2 separate regions of the Drosophila melanogaster genome follow, and region 1 is linked to region 2. The links are chromatin contacts, called in public targeted proximity ligation maps. All regions are on one chromosome and are shown on one strand. The core of a region is the stretch at or near the end of the contact, and the rest is flanking DNA. Distances in the headings are between cores, read along the strand shown. Region 1 has its middle 6.5 kb from the start of mir-276a. Region 2 overlaps lncRNA:CR46006 (long non-coding RNA:CR46006).

Region 1 (4,344 bases), core at 140-2,639, 33 kb before region 2:
GTGAAGTGATTTAGTGCGTTCATATGCCAAATCTTCCGGTTATATGTATATTGCTAGGTGAAACGAAATAGCAAACGAGGTTGGAACCAATAAATGATACTTGGATTTTATTGTTTTTGTGGGAATCACACAATTATTTTATTTGTCTTCGATTGGTTTCTATGGTTAGTGTTCTACCTAATTGAAATACCAGTTATTTTACTTAATATTATTTTTTATTGTACTATATTTTTATTGTAATACAGTTTTATAGACAATCCTTGGCACTCTTACTCACTAAAATAATACACTATCAATCGAAGATCATTAAACCCGAATTGTTCTTCCCCTTATTACCAATTTTTCTCTTTATCTTGACTGTTATTAGGGTGCTGACGACACAGTGCCTGCCAAAATTAGCCAACGCCAGTCATAAATTAGCCAAATGAACAGGAAAAAAATACAGTTTGTTAGCCACAAGCAGCAAATTAATGAAGCTCCAGCAACAACACTGAAGACTTTCGTATCTGCCATTAATTTCTTTTTGTGAAATATCTTTTTTAGCAGGGAAATGAAATGTCTTTATATCAAAAGTCAAGTGTTATCTGATTGAACAATTAATTAGTATGGATTTTTCGTGTTTGCTTACTCACTGCCTACTTAGTCACATTTATGGCTTGCGTTGTTTTATTTTGGCAAACATTTTAGCATAGATAAGGATCTGCCGGCAAAAGCTTAAAATTAATTCAACGTTTAAAATGAAATCGTGAATATTTTTTATGACAATTCGTTTTTAGGGTGTGATGATGTGCGACAGCCGTTCTATGTCATCAACAGAACTTTTCCAGACGCACGTGTCTTGTGCCAAATAAACTAACTAACAAAATATACAACTAAAAAACAACGAAATCGAAAACGCAAAAACTGGAAACATTAAAGCATTGAAATATTTGTGTATAACCGTTTCCTCGATTCCGCTAAGTGGTCCGGCAACTTGTCAGCGTGATAACAAATTCAATAAAATCAAATTAAATACTCAACAAAAATGCTAATCACCGACTAGAGATTCACCCCGCCTCCTTCATTCGAAAAGGAGAAATTGCCTAGGTGATATAGGTGTTTTTCTACCTCCTTTGAGTGGTAAAAAAATATGGTAAATTAAAAACATGCGGAGGAATAAACAACAAACTTGGTAGTAGGCGCAAGGTAAAATGAAGAAAAAACACCTAAATTTAGTTAGGTGTGGCATTTCAAATGGTTCGACGCCTCTCAAAGTGACGCGTAGCCAGGTTGTTCCTGTACTTTTTTTTTCTTTTTTATAAATATATGTATATATACTTATTTTTTTAGTTGTCGATTTCGTTGCTGCTTGGCTGATTTCCCCTTAAGGTCTGCGACGCAGACTCAGACTTCGACTTAAGGAAGACTTGGATTATGAACGACTGAAATATGCAAATTTATCTACAAAGTCTCCACACACGAACATCCACATCCACATAATTCTATATATACATACATATATATAAATTTATACAGCATTTTGTTGCTGCTATATTTTTCACTCATATATTTTTCTTAAATTTGCATAAAAAGGGTTTGAGTAGCTAAACGAACAGCAACAGGCAACGACAACAACTATAGAGTGTGAGATTGGGATGACGGTGTCGATGACCAAGTCTCTGTCATGGGGTCACCATTAACTTATCTCTATAAAAAAAAACATACTGGGAATAAAATAATCGAATGAAAGTATTAATTATATATGGAAAACTTAATTATACAGCAACCAAAGGAGATAAGAGATGTATGTGCTTAAAATGTGATTAATGATTTTAGTTTCAGCTAAGTTAAATCACAATATTTCGCATTATAAATATATTCCTTTTTGCAATTTGCTGCCATTGAATATAATAATATAAAATGATCTTATTTATGTGTCTAGCTGTTCTTCACTTGAGTAACTCTGCATTTAAAAAAATATGTCTTCACTTATAATGAGTTTACTTATATGGTTACATTTAAAACGTAATCTGTTGGAAATTGAAAATAATTAGAATAGCGTGTAGTGTAAGTCTAATCAACTTCAAAAGTGGTTTCCTTTCGCGCCATTCGATATCTTTGCATTTAACTAATCCCGCCGGTCACTGAATTACATATCTAATTTATGCAAATGCCATTATGGATATATGCCTTATAGATTGCAGATTATGGCGATCGTTTACTTATCTAAATGGCATTTGACAAGATGCAGGAGCGGCATCCATTTGCTGACGCAGATATCATGTTCATAGTATATTTTATTTCGATGGCAATGATGATGGGAAATCTTGCGGGAAAAGAGGGTCTAAAGCTATGTACACCTGTTGCCGCCAGCCAGTGCGTTTGATGTAGGAAGCAGAAATTTACTTCCTGGTTTGGTCGTCGTCGTTCGTTCTTCTGGGTTCATTGGCATTTGAGCATTTGAGTCACATGTGGCTCACGTCCTGTGTCCTGTGCATCCGCACCTTCCTTTCAGAACCACCGGTTCCATCGGTTCCTCAACTAAGCCTGTCATCTGGGCTCTTTATTTCATTTTATTTTTTAGCCGAAGCCAAAGACAAAAGACGTTTGAGGTTGATGACACCCAGTGGCGGCTAAAAAAACAGCGAAGCCCATAGAGGTTGGCTTTTACAGTTGCTTGAACTAGTTCTGCCTCCCTCTTGCGCCGCTCCCTCTCACTCCCTCCCAGTGCGATAAAGGCACGTGGCCAGAACCAACAGAAGTTTAAAAAAAAAGGGGCGCAACTTTTTCGGCCAACTGCGTGGATTGCATAAGAGCCACTGGACCTTGCACACTCAGAAAAAAAAGAACAACTGATACACCTTCCTAATTTAAAACAAATCCTCGATTTGTTAAATATCAAATGAAAGAAAAAATAAAATATAAATATAGCAATAAAGGCATGGCTATAAAATATTCTGAAGTATCAATTAAAAAGGTGTTTTAAGCCTGATTTAAAAATGAAATAAGAAATGATTAAAACTCCTTAAATTTAAGTGTAAGCCTGGAAGCTTGCCAGATTCTCTCTGTTGTCGGCCGTTTTGTTGGCAAATCATAAAAATATTTATGTAAATTAATCATTTAAACACAATGGGATGGACCCGACTGGCTGCTGCTTGTACATGCTCCACACGCGCTCACTTTGCTAAAATTCATCGGCTACACTGAGCAACAAAATACAAATTATGGCCAGCAAGGGGATTAGCATAAATTGTGTGTTCGTTCGTTTTTGAGTCCGATCGATGCCCATAAGCAAACGCATATATGTTTATATATACATATACATATCCATATAGTCGTGGCTTTTGGACACGGCCGTGTTTTTATTTTCTGGCCTGTCGTCGTCAGTTTGGCTGCCAATCCAATCCAATCCGATCGAATCGAATCCACTCCGTTCATCGATCGTATAGATTCGAGCATAGATCGGTTATATGGTGTCTATATGGTCGGTGGAGTGATAAGCCCTGCTTTTCTGCTTTTGGCATGCCAAACATGGCCGCGCTCGCACGAAATTCCAACTCATATTTATGTCAAAATCCATCAAAGCTTATGTCGCCGCACAATCCGTTAGGGGCAATGCCAATCCAGCGTATCTAGTTGAAAATCGGCTTTTGGCTTTTGGCTTTTCGTTTTCAGTTTGCAGCTCGAAGTTTTGTTCAAGTTTTCGTTGCCCGAACAATGCTACGCAAATCCGACAGTGAAATAATGTGGAGACACCGGCGATAACTCAAATAAATAAGAGTCCGAAAAAATAAAAAATAATAATAACGAAAGAAAATGAAATGAAGAAAAAAGTGTAAGATACAGATACAAAAGTCACACACTTTGTATCGGTAAGCCGCACACAATGTTGACTGCTTCGCTGCTGAATGTTGAATTCAAAATTAATACATTTCAATGAATAACAAATGATCTAAATGATTTGTTTAGATCGTTCTCCGGCTCGCAAATCGGACGTCAGTATAGTTGAATACGGGCAGTATGTGGGTTGACCGGCCAACGAAACAAGTTTCGTACTGGGCTTAGATCGTGGCCCAGCATTTCCTGCTGCCGCTGCCATTAAGTGTATGGGGGTTATATATTTCACTTTTTCCAACCTACATACACTACAAAAAAAAAACTGCGTCAAATGCAAAAAGGTTTGAAAGAGTTAGCAAGTAAATTACTTGTACACTCAACTCTAAATAAAATATATAAATTTAGCTCATTTACATATATGGTTAAATACTAGAAATTTATATTTTGATATTTAAAACATACAAAGATATTTAAACACAAAAATATCTAATTGATTTTTAAAAGTTTAAGCAGTTGTGTTGCTTTTGC
Region 2 (3,844 bases), core at 799-3,298:
AAGTATTACTGACTTTAATAATATGTTATATAGTTTTTTGATCAGTATTTTGTTTCACGATAACAATTTCCCTCAAAAAACCTATCTTATTTAATTTCGATTTGTTAGGATGAAAAATATATATTTTTCCCGATTTCCTTCGATCTTTTTTAATGGAACAGTGTAGCTTTTCGCCAAGTGTGGCCATCATCATTATCAACATCATGGACACATCGGCATGATTGCGGTCGTTAAAGCCACCTGCTGTCTGGTATGTTGCGTCTAGCTGCCGTATTTTGGCCTTTAACCTTTTCGTCTTTCGTCTCGTTTTAATTTTCTTTTTTTTTTTTTTTTTTTTTGTTTTTGGCCAGGCCAATAGCTCAGGCTTGTAGCGTTTAATGCTCGCTGAGCTGGCCATCTGCATATTGACCAGCACACCAGGCTGGGAGTTTTGGGCTTGGGGTCGGGCCGGGCCTGGCCGGGCCAAAAAGCCGATGCGCTGAGCAGACTGTTGTTAACAAGCTTGTTAATAAATTACCAACAAAATAGCCATAAAATGTGCCAGGCATAAATCATGGCGCGCAATCTGTTCCTCCGCATACATAAATAAATAATAGCAAGTGTGGACACAGCAACGAGACAACGCGACAACCCGACCAGGCAAAATTAGCGACAAGAAATACTATATATATATATATAAATTCGAAATTGAAATTGATAGCGAGAATCAACAAAGACCAGCGCAACAGCAAAAACAAAAGGCACAAAAAAAATACAAGAAATCTAAGCGTAGCATACAGAAATTATGAAAACTAAATAAATTCAAATGAATCAAATCGAATGGGTTAAAGCTACAGAGCGGCAGCTGCATAAATCAACTCAATTAGCGAGGTATTATAAGTTGATCACAGATTCGAAAATAAATGGTAGCCAGAAGTCACAAGGAGTTGTCTCACCATTTGTGAATTGGCAAGAAATTTATTTGAATGAGTGCAAAATGTGCAAAAAGAAAAAAGCTTAAAGATTTCGTTTTATACAATTTTATGTTAATAGGTATTGTTTTTTTTTCGTAGCAATGCAAATGCAAATTTGGTACACCGTTGTCTATTTAAAACACAAATGAGTTCTTAAAAGAAACTTTTAAGTATAGATCAATTTCACGAGTTCCCCATTAGCCCTGTAAATTAAATGAAACTTATCGTTATAGTTGAATTAAACTAAAGAAGTGTATACTTCGGCCAGGTGATAAAACATCGAATGCATACGTTAAGAAAAACCCCAGAAGGCATATAATACCATCATTATTGTGTGGTGCTTTGGGTTTTTTTGGCTCAATTTTATGGTTACGGCTCATTTCGTGTCATAAAAAAAGCATTTTCAACACATTTTTTAACGACAAGTGCCGGGCAACAGCAACAATGGTGAATGTGGCCAACATTTGCAGCTTTTTGTGGCCCAAAGGCGTTGGCGTTTGCCATGGCAACTGCAGCTATAAAGAGCGGTACATAATGAACAAATTATAATAATGATATGGGGGGGGGGGTATACACATATGTCACATATGTACATATGTCCAAGCGCGATCCCCGGCAATTCAAATGTCACACAGTCAACGCTTTTATTATGCTGGCATCTATCTCATGCTTATAGTATATTATTATTATTGGGTATATCTGATTTGGCTAGTTGGCTGTGCTTAAATTAGTGGAAATCGCTTTGAATTTATAATGCGCGATGTGAGGCAACCGAGACATACACAAAACAGACGCCATGTCATGTCAGATCATTAAGAAAATATGGTCAAAAATGTTTCAATTAAAATCAGAGGAGGAGAAACAAAAAAAAAAAATAAACATAAAACAACAAAAACGAAACGAGCAGCCGAACTCAAACTGAAAAGAAACTCACAGCTCAGAAATTGTAGGCGGACAAGTTTTGTTTCTATTTCATTTATATATATATATATATTTTTTTTTACTTTTCGGTTTTGCTATAAATTGTGTAGGCTACTTTACTGTCAAGTCATTAACAGCAACAACAATAGCGATCGCACGGCGGCAAGTGAATCATTAGGAACAAAAGCCAAGGGTATACACTACAGAGAATGAGAATTTCTGAATAGCTTTTTGTGGGTTTTTATAGCCTCAGATCCCGCCTTCTTTCCGTATTGATCTGTTTGGAAATTTGTTCCACGACTTTCTATCATAAACATTTTCCATTTCGCATATTTTTATAGCGTGTCATTAATTAGTTGACTTAAATATAATATATATACATATGTATACCTACACTTGCAAAGAGCTTTCAGCTAATTTGAATATCATGTATTTTAATTAATGTGATCTTTTATTGCATTTTGGGTTTGGTCATCAGTATGGTGTTTAAACGGAGCATTCTGACTCCAGAATTTTCTATTTCGTAAGTTGAGATATATTTTTAGTAAAATCACCTTCAAATGTAGTTATAACCACCCATAAAATCGATCTGAAAACCCACTTGAAAAACTCTTAAAATACCTTTAAGCTCGGCTATCATTAGTCGCGGTAAAAGTTGCGTTGGCTTTACTCTGTTCAAGGTTATTTCTGTAATTGACTTATCAACCCACTCGCTTTATATGTATATATTTGTTTTTTTTTTTTTACTTGAACTAGCTGGCTAGCGATTTTATAAGCGCTGTTCAAACCGCTTAAGTCAAAGCTGATAACTATTTTATTAAGCTTATTTTGCACATGCTTTCAAACCGCTGCTAAAACCGCCAAAAAGTCTGATCATTGCGCTCCCAAAAATTTTTTGTTTGACTTTTATTTTTTTGTTCTTTTAGTTTTTTTTTTTTTTTTTTTGGTTTTTTGGCTCGTCATGCCCCAATGGCTTGTGTCGGGGCATCCGACACCCACAACGATGCCGGCTGGCCATAATGGAAAAATAAATCTTCGATATTGTTGGCACAGTAACAACGCGGCAGAAGTTAAGAGCCGTGTATCTACCAAAAAGCCAAAGCAACAAAGCTGGCTGAGAACTGAGTTTGAAAAGGCGTTAGATTCGTTGCGGGCGCGCGCGTTCGTCGCTTTTTTTCCCTCATCTCCCTTTTTATTTTTTTTCCCCCGTTTTTTTTTTCTTCACTTGCTCACATCAAAGCCTGAAAAGCCGCTAAGCAAAATGCCCACACTTGGCCAACAGCACAACATAACAAATGCCTAATTGTCTTGGCGGCACTCGTAAAACCTACAAAATTATTACGGCTACAAGAGAAGACGGTGAAAAAAAAAAAAACTAAAGAGCTGAAGAATACAAAAATTCTGTAAAAAAAAAATACAGCACAAAAGTACACAACATAACAGAGGAAAACGCGCCACTTCACATGTTCTGACCAGGCCGAAAGCCGCCGCTCAGAAAAAAAGTGACAAAAGTGCCAAAGGGTAAACTAATGATAGTTTAATTTACTCCCATTGCGATGAAGTGTAACGACTCTCAAAACTCAATTAGGCCTAGGCCATTCACTCGATCTCTATTTTGCGATTAACGTATACCAGAGGTCAATGAAATAGTGTCAGTAGAGGAGGATTTTGTATGCCAACAGGCTTAGAAATGGAGTAAAATACGGATAGATTTTTAATACTTCTAAGAGATTGAGAAATACTATATAAATTTATTGAAAATATTTCAGTTCAAAGTGTCAAAGGTCTGGCGAGTTGAGATGAACTTGTTCATCATATGATTTCTAAACTAATCTCTCATGTTTGGTCATTCCTTAACTAATGGAATCTCCAAACTAATTCTGTGATATAATTCCTTTAGCGAATGCTATTATTTTCCCCTCAGCTGTAAGTGTCTCAGGTAGTATTTGGCACTTTGGCCAAATGCCGCT

The links.
Region 1: a contact with region 2 is called in a targeted proximity ligation map of the Kc167 cell line, with 3 times the contacts expected there. A contact is called at or near these places in 52 of 107 Hi-C or Micro-C datasets (the Clone 8 cell line, the Kc167 cell line, the ML-DmBG3-c2 cell line and 19 more) and 1 of 7 datasets of targeted methods (the Kc167 cell line).

The regions. Positions count from the first base shown.
Region 1 is chr3L:10,369,581-10,373,924 of dm6, reverse strand. No RefSeq gene overlaps it. Among named protein-coding and RNA genes, the nearest start is that of mir-276a, 6.5 kb to the right of the region's middle.
Region 2 is chr3L:10,337,590-10,341,433 of dm6, reverse strand. The region is part of intron 1 of lncRNA:CR46006 (long non-coding RNA:CR46006); the gene reads right to left. Among named protein-coding and RNA genes, the nearest start is that of lncRNA:CR46006, 16 kb to the right of the region's middle.